Linked DNA regions of Pan troglodytes: region 1 is linked to region 2. Evidence: chromatin contacts called from public Hi-C data. All regions are on one chromosome and are shown on one strand. Each heading gives the region's core, a stretch centred on a gene start, on an enhancer-like site or on the middle of the called end of the contact. The rest is flanking DNA. Distances are from core to core; before and after follow the strand shown. Region 1 overlaps LOC129137353 (a long non-coding RNA gene). Region 2 has its middle 120 kb from the start of CDH11.

Region 1 (2,952 bases), core at 209-2,708, 430 kb after region 2:
GCGTGGAGCATGTTGCATGCATTATTTCCATTAATTTTGACCATTGGCACTCTGATATTGATATGATTCCACCCATTTCACAGGGGAGAAAAAGGAGGCTTAAGCAAGAATGCCAGGATTCAAGTACAGAAGAATTCAACTGCAGAACCAAAGCTCATAAACCCTAGATATGTATCTTGTTAATTCAGAAGCTTTAACTGAGGATATTCAAGATGGCCTGCACTGTGCTGGCCTAGCTATCATGGATAGAGGGTTTCCACCCCACAGGACTCTTAGGCTGGCCAGAAAGGTAAGTGAATACAGTTGATACACTGAGGATGGAGAAAGGCAGTGAAAACCACATAAACTTCTCACTCTAGGGGAAACAGAGTAGATCAGAACTCAGAGGAATTTAGGGAGGGTGGCAGAATTTATACAACTGAAGCTCATTTCAAGAAGAGAACACAGCTGCTGAAATACATACATACATACACACACATACATACACATGTATATACATACATGCATTGCGGAGAGAAACACTCAGAGAATTGTTTCAGAGAGGGCTGGGAGGGGTAAGCAGGGCCCGAGCCCCAGGAGCACTCTGGCTGCCTCTGCACAAACTTAGACTTGATTTCTACAGGTGACAGGCAACAAGGTAGTCAGAGCTACATTTTAGAAAGGTCACTCTGGCTGCAGGGGCAACAAGGTTGTGGAGGTGGCAAAAGATGTCAAGAAAAGTCAGTACATTCTATGACAACCCAGGGAAAGGAAAAAAAGGCCAGAACTATAGAAGTGGGCAGTTGGGAATGGAATCAAGAGACGTGTTACAGGTAGAACAAGTAGAAATGTGTTCAGTTTCTTTGCCTCTCTAAAGACTAAAGAGAGGTTAAATTTTCCAGCAGGAAGTTGGAAGGAGCATTGCTCAAACCACTAACCCAACCCCAAATGATATACATTCCTGAGGGTTACAATGCTAACCAGTGGTGTTGGGGGTGGCAGTGAGACTGCACCAGCACACACACACACACACACACTTTCATTTTCTCAGCACGTCTGGAATTTTTGCTCTCCTCTTTGTTTGACTCCAACATCTTTTCCGATGACAAAGAAAACCAAAGATTTTTGAAATCCATTGTTGAGCACAAAGAGAGGCGGAGTAAGAGGGTTGTGGGGGAAAAGTTGGCCGACTCTGAACTTTATACCCTGCCTTGGTACCCAACAATTCGCAGTGGGAGAGAGAGTAGCTTGCCAAAGAGCTCTGTGTGACTGGGCTAAGCTAGAAGAATATGTAAAGTTCAAGATGAAAAGACAGCCCTCATAGCTGAAAACAGAGCTGGGAGCTAACAGAGCTTGGGAAAGGAGACTTCACAAAGAAAAGTGCTTATTTGCAAACTCGTTTCTCTGCAGCAAACGCTCCCAGGACCTCTGGCAAAAGGAATTCCTGGACACAGGCCTTTCCACTGAGCTTTTAGTGATCTGTGGTTAATTACCTCTCGCCAGGCTCTCTTCTACAGCCAAGCCATGGGGCAACCTGCAGAGGCCTGGGGTAGAGGTTTTGCCATTTTAATTCCAACATTCAACAAAGTTAAAGTTTTACAACTGCAGAACCGGGAAGAACCTTACTTCTCCTTCTACTCAGAATTCGTAATTTTTGCTGGAGTGGTGGGTCAGACAATGCAGGGAGAAAGGCCAGGCTGCCTGTGAGACAGCAGCATCTGCTGCCTGCAGGGGGCTGGGGATACCAGCAAGGGGTGTCTCTCCTGCTGTAAGGAAGTCCAGGAGAATCTGACTGTCACTCAGCAAAAAGGGCTGTTCTGGTCTGCCCCAGGGCATTCTTCCAATTGAGCCACAGATTTGCTACCATTGGCCAAATGGACTAAGGCTTCTTCCAGCACTGCATCCTGGACTCGCATGATTTTACATCAAAACAAAACAAGTTTCCTGAAAAGAAGGTGTTTTAGACAGGGTTCTCCAGAGAAACAGAAAAGCATGTCTATTCTATCTATCTAGCTATCTACCTATGTATCAATACTATCAAGAAATTTTTTAAAAATTGGCTCCTGAGGCTACAGGGGACAGCAGGTCTGAAATTTATAAGCCAGGCCAGCACATTCAGGTCAGAGTGGATGTTGCAGTCTTGAGTCCAAATTCCACAGGGCAGCAAGATGGAAACTTAGGCAGGGTTTTTAATTTTGCAGTCTTGAGAATTCATTCATCAGGGAACTTCTGTCTTTGCTTTTAAGTCTTTAACTGATTGGATGAGGCCCACCCACATCTCTTAAAGTCTACTGATTTAAATGTCGATCACACTGTTAAAATACCTTCACAGAAAAATTTAGACTAGCATTTGACCAAACGAGCAGGCACCATAGCCTAACCAAGTTGACACATAAAACTTACCATCATAGAAGGTATTACAACAGTGTGTAAAGCAAGACAAAAGTCTATATATTGTGGAATATATAACTGGCAAAAGATTGAGATTAATACAGGACCATGCATTTTATTGTACTCAAAACCATTTCAGATAACTGAATTTCCTACACACTAGAGAGAATAATGACCCCCCACCTAACTCAAAGATTCCCAGTCCCCTGCCCCACTTGCAGTCCCCACCAACACACCCACTAGAGGCCTATTCCTCCAGGAGTCTGGGGTCCCTATCATCCTCCCTTGGACCTCAGACAGTGGGCAGCACTGACCAGTGACATACACCAAGTGGGGATGTCCTCCAGCCTGGGAGACCCTGTGTGCTAGGGATAAAGTCGCCATCTTCAAATTTTTGTCTTTTCTTCCCTAACTAGGGTTTAACTCAGGCCATTCTACATCTACCTGCACCCCCGCCCCTATTTTCAGCCTTCCCAGATCAAGCTGACATGTATACAGCAATTCTATTTTCATTTCCAAAAGCCAAACACCCGGGTGACTCTTATCTCTGATACATTCTCCCTGTTGCTCTAAGGGGAAAAA
Region 2 (2,840 bases), core at 91-2,590:
GCAAATGTGCTCATGAGATGCTACAGGATCCTCGCTCCTGAGAACACATCTGCATCCCCATCCCCAGGAAATCCAGACACCCCGCAAAACCATCGACGTCTGCTGCAAGCCCAAGTGATGAGGAAATTGATCCGTCCTCTAGCCAGATTAATTATGGTAGCTTCCCTGTGATTAAAACGAAAACTTACTGCCTCATATTAAACCGATAGCCATGATTAGAAGAAGAAAATAAGAAAAGATTTCAGAGCGATCGTAGCACGATTTCTTTAGGGGGAGACGAAGGGGGAAGACTTTAGTGAAATCTATACCCTCATACAGCCGGGTTTCAAGAACAACCCCCCACTCCCATCCCTTAGGGATAACCCGTCGTCATGCAGGGATGGTATTAAATAATTAAAAGATGCGATTTCTTAATAGCAGTGTGATGGCCCATGAAATTCCTACTGCATTATCAGCAAAAGCAACAGGGCTTCTTCTAGCACCTAGAAAACCTTTCACCCGGGAGAGGCAGGCGCGGGGAGCCCCGGGCGAAAGCAGGGCCTCGGCAAAAAAACGGACAAGGAAGCCGGACCCGCAAGCCTCCCCCAACCCCACTTTCTCTGGGGACTCCGCTTCACAGCGTGAGGCGGGCCCTCCTACAGTTCCTCCAGGTTGGGGAGGGGGGAGAAGGGAGCTCTCCTCGCCGTCCTCCCCATCCGGCCGGCTTCTCAGTGCTTCCCACCTCCCGGCTCGCGTTCCGGGGCAGAGCGCAGGGAGGGAGGCCGTGCGTGCCGGGGGCTAGAGAGGCTTGGCGCGCTCCGAGGAGCGGCGCAGGTTTCGGGAAGGTTTGGTTCTCAAAGTTAACGTTGACCCTGGCAGCTTTCGCCAATCCCAAGCCAGAGGCGAGCCCGAGTCTGGGCCGCTCATGGACCTACTCCTGCGCTGGTGGGAGCTTACAAACGGGCGCCAGAGCTCCCGCAGAGACTCGGGCTGGAGGGCTGTAGCGCACCGCAGCCTGCTGCCCCAGAACCACAGTCGGCGGCCCCAAACCCACGCTATTAAAGTGCGGGCAATCTCCTTCCGGAGCTGGGGTCTTTCCGTTTTCCCGGGCTTACCCGGCAGTCTCGACTGCAGGGACTAAGCCCCGGGGAGCTTTCGGCAGGGATCCGGGAGGATGGAGTAAGAACCCCGCAGAGCGCGGTCATGTCGCCGCTTTGGGGAAGCGGCGCAGGGCTGGCGGGCACCGCGCCGTGGGCGACTTTCCCCAGAGATATGACCGGGGACAGTCGGCGTGTCCGGAGGTCTGCTCTGCAGTCTCTTGCCCCAGCCAGGTACAAACCCCCTCTGCTGTGGCCTCGGCGCAGACCCCAGAGGAGGCCGGAGCCAGGGAGAGTCGTGGAGCGCACATCTGAAGCCTCCGTCCCCTGCTTTGCCCGCGCCCACAGCTGGCTCCCTTCTCCCTTTCTGATTTTTAAACAAATCTCTCCCTCCCTTTTGCTTTGCGTTAGTGAAGCCTTCTCGACTCAGATACCACCGTCCCCCCCACCACCCCGCCCCGCCAAGACATTCTCTTCCTGAGAAAATCCTGCCCCCCACTCCAAGAAGCCCCAACCAGGCGAGAGGAAGGGACTGGCGGCGCACCTCACCTGGGGCCCTTGAGGGTGGACGCAAACTCCGAGCCGCCAGTCCCTGGCGCAGGGTAAGCGCTGCGGTGTCAGTCCCGGCCCCAGTCCCGGTCCCATTCACAAGTCAGCGGCGGCTGCGAGCGGCCCCCGCGGCATCTGCTCCTCGGCCCGCGACGCTCCCCTCAGCTGGCGGCGGCCGCGGAATGAGCCGCCGAGCGCGCTAGTGGCAGGAATGAGAAACCGGGGGGAGGTGGCGGGCGGGCAGGCGGGTGCGGGGCGTGGGGGGCGGGAGGAGGGAGGCTGCCGCTGTGAGGGAAGGAAAGGGCGGGGGCTGAGAGAAGCCGAGGCTGCGAGAGGCAGCGAGATGGGCCTCGCAGAGGCTGCGGGGGCCGACCCCGTCCGCGCGCCTCCCCCCAGGGGCCCAGAGATGCTAACCCCCGGATTCGTGGCCGCCCCTCCCGCCGCGTGGCGCGGCGCTCCGACTCCCTCAGGGCTCAGATGGAGTCTGGAGCGACTGAAGTTGGGCTCCAGGGACGCACAGCCAATCAGGGAGGGCGGCGGAGGGAAGCTGGAGAGGGGTTGGGAGCCCCCATTTTCCTCCTTCCCCCAAATCCGCTCCAGCTGGTCAGGCTGGGCTCTTGCCTGGCGGGCCGGGATGGTGGTTGGGGAAGGTATCGTCCAAGTGAGGGAAGCAATTGGGAATTCGGGAGCGCGTTCTATTCTTTCTCATTCCACCACCCCACCTTCCAAAAATCCCTCAACGTTGGCGGCTCCTGCCCAGCCCCCACCCCTCTCAATCTCCCATCCCTTGCAAACTCTTCTGGTGGCTCTGGTGGTGAAGTCGGGCGGGGAGGGAGACTTAGGACTTGGGAAGAGCCCAGTCTCCGTTCTCTCTCAGCTCTCCTCTCATCTAGTGCCCCCCACGCAACGCCTCGGAGAGGGGTGCGCGGGGAGCGCTTCGCCGGGGTCGGCCTCGCTCCAGCTTTTGGGAGGGTGCCTTGGCCCCTACCCCAGCCAGGTATCAGTGGCCCCCGCCGGTAGTGTCACTTGTTGCCACCCCCTCGCTACAGACCCGCCAGGGCCCGGTGGAGTGTGCGTTTCTACGGGAGAAAGGGCCTAATGGGGCGCAGCGCCGGAGTCCTAGCTCCTTCCTCCGCTGTTCCCCTCACTGAGGACTCGCTACCGTGAGGGTTCCCCGGGCCTGCTTCCTGCCCTCCCTCCCCGAGTCGCCGGGAG

The links. A called contact is a pair of places that touch in the nucleus more often than the background predicts.
Region 1: a contact with region 2 is called in a Hi-C map of stem cell-derived neural progenitor cells, with 6 times the contacts expected there. The contact joins two enhancer-like sites. A contact is called at or near these places in 1 of 7 Hi-C or Micro-C datasets (stem cell-derived neural progenitor cells) and 1 of 1 datasets of contacts at active chromatin or transcription factors (stem cell-derived excitatory neurons).

What each region holds. Positions count from the first base shown.
Region 1 is chr18:63,582,928-63,585,879 of NHGRI_mPanTro3-v2.0_pri, forward strand. All of the region lies in intron 3 of LOC129137353 (a long non-coding RNA gene), which reads right to left. Among named protein-coding and RNA genes, the nearest start is that of CDH11, 550 kb to the left of the region's middle. Within about 2 kb of position 1,459, at least 6 of the 24 cell types and tissues checked have an H3K27ac peak or open chromatin away from gene starts, as enhancers often do. A contact at or near this core is called in stem cell-derived neural progenitor cells, where this site is marked.
Region 2 is chr18:63,152,096-63,154,935 of NHGRI_mPanTro3-v2.0_pri, forward strand. No RefSeq gene overlaps it. Among named protein-coding and RNA genes, the nearest start is that of CDH11, 120 kb to the left of the region's middle. Within about 2 kb of position 1,341, at least 12 of the 24 cell types and tissues checked have an H3K27ac peak or open chromatin away from gene starts, as enhancers often do. A contact at or near this core is called in stem cell-derived neural progenitor cells, where this site is marked.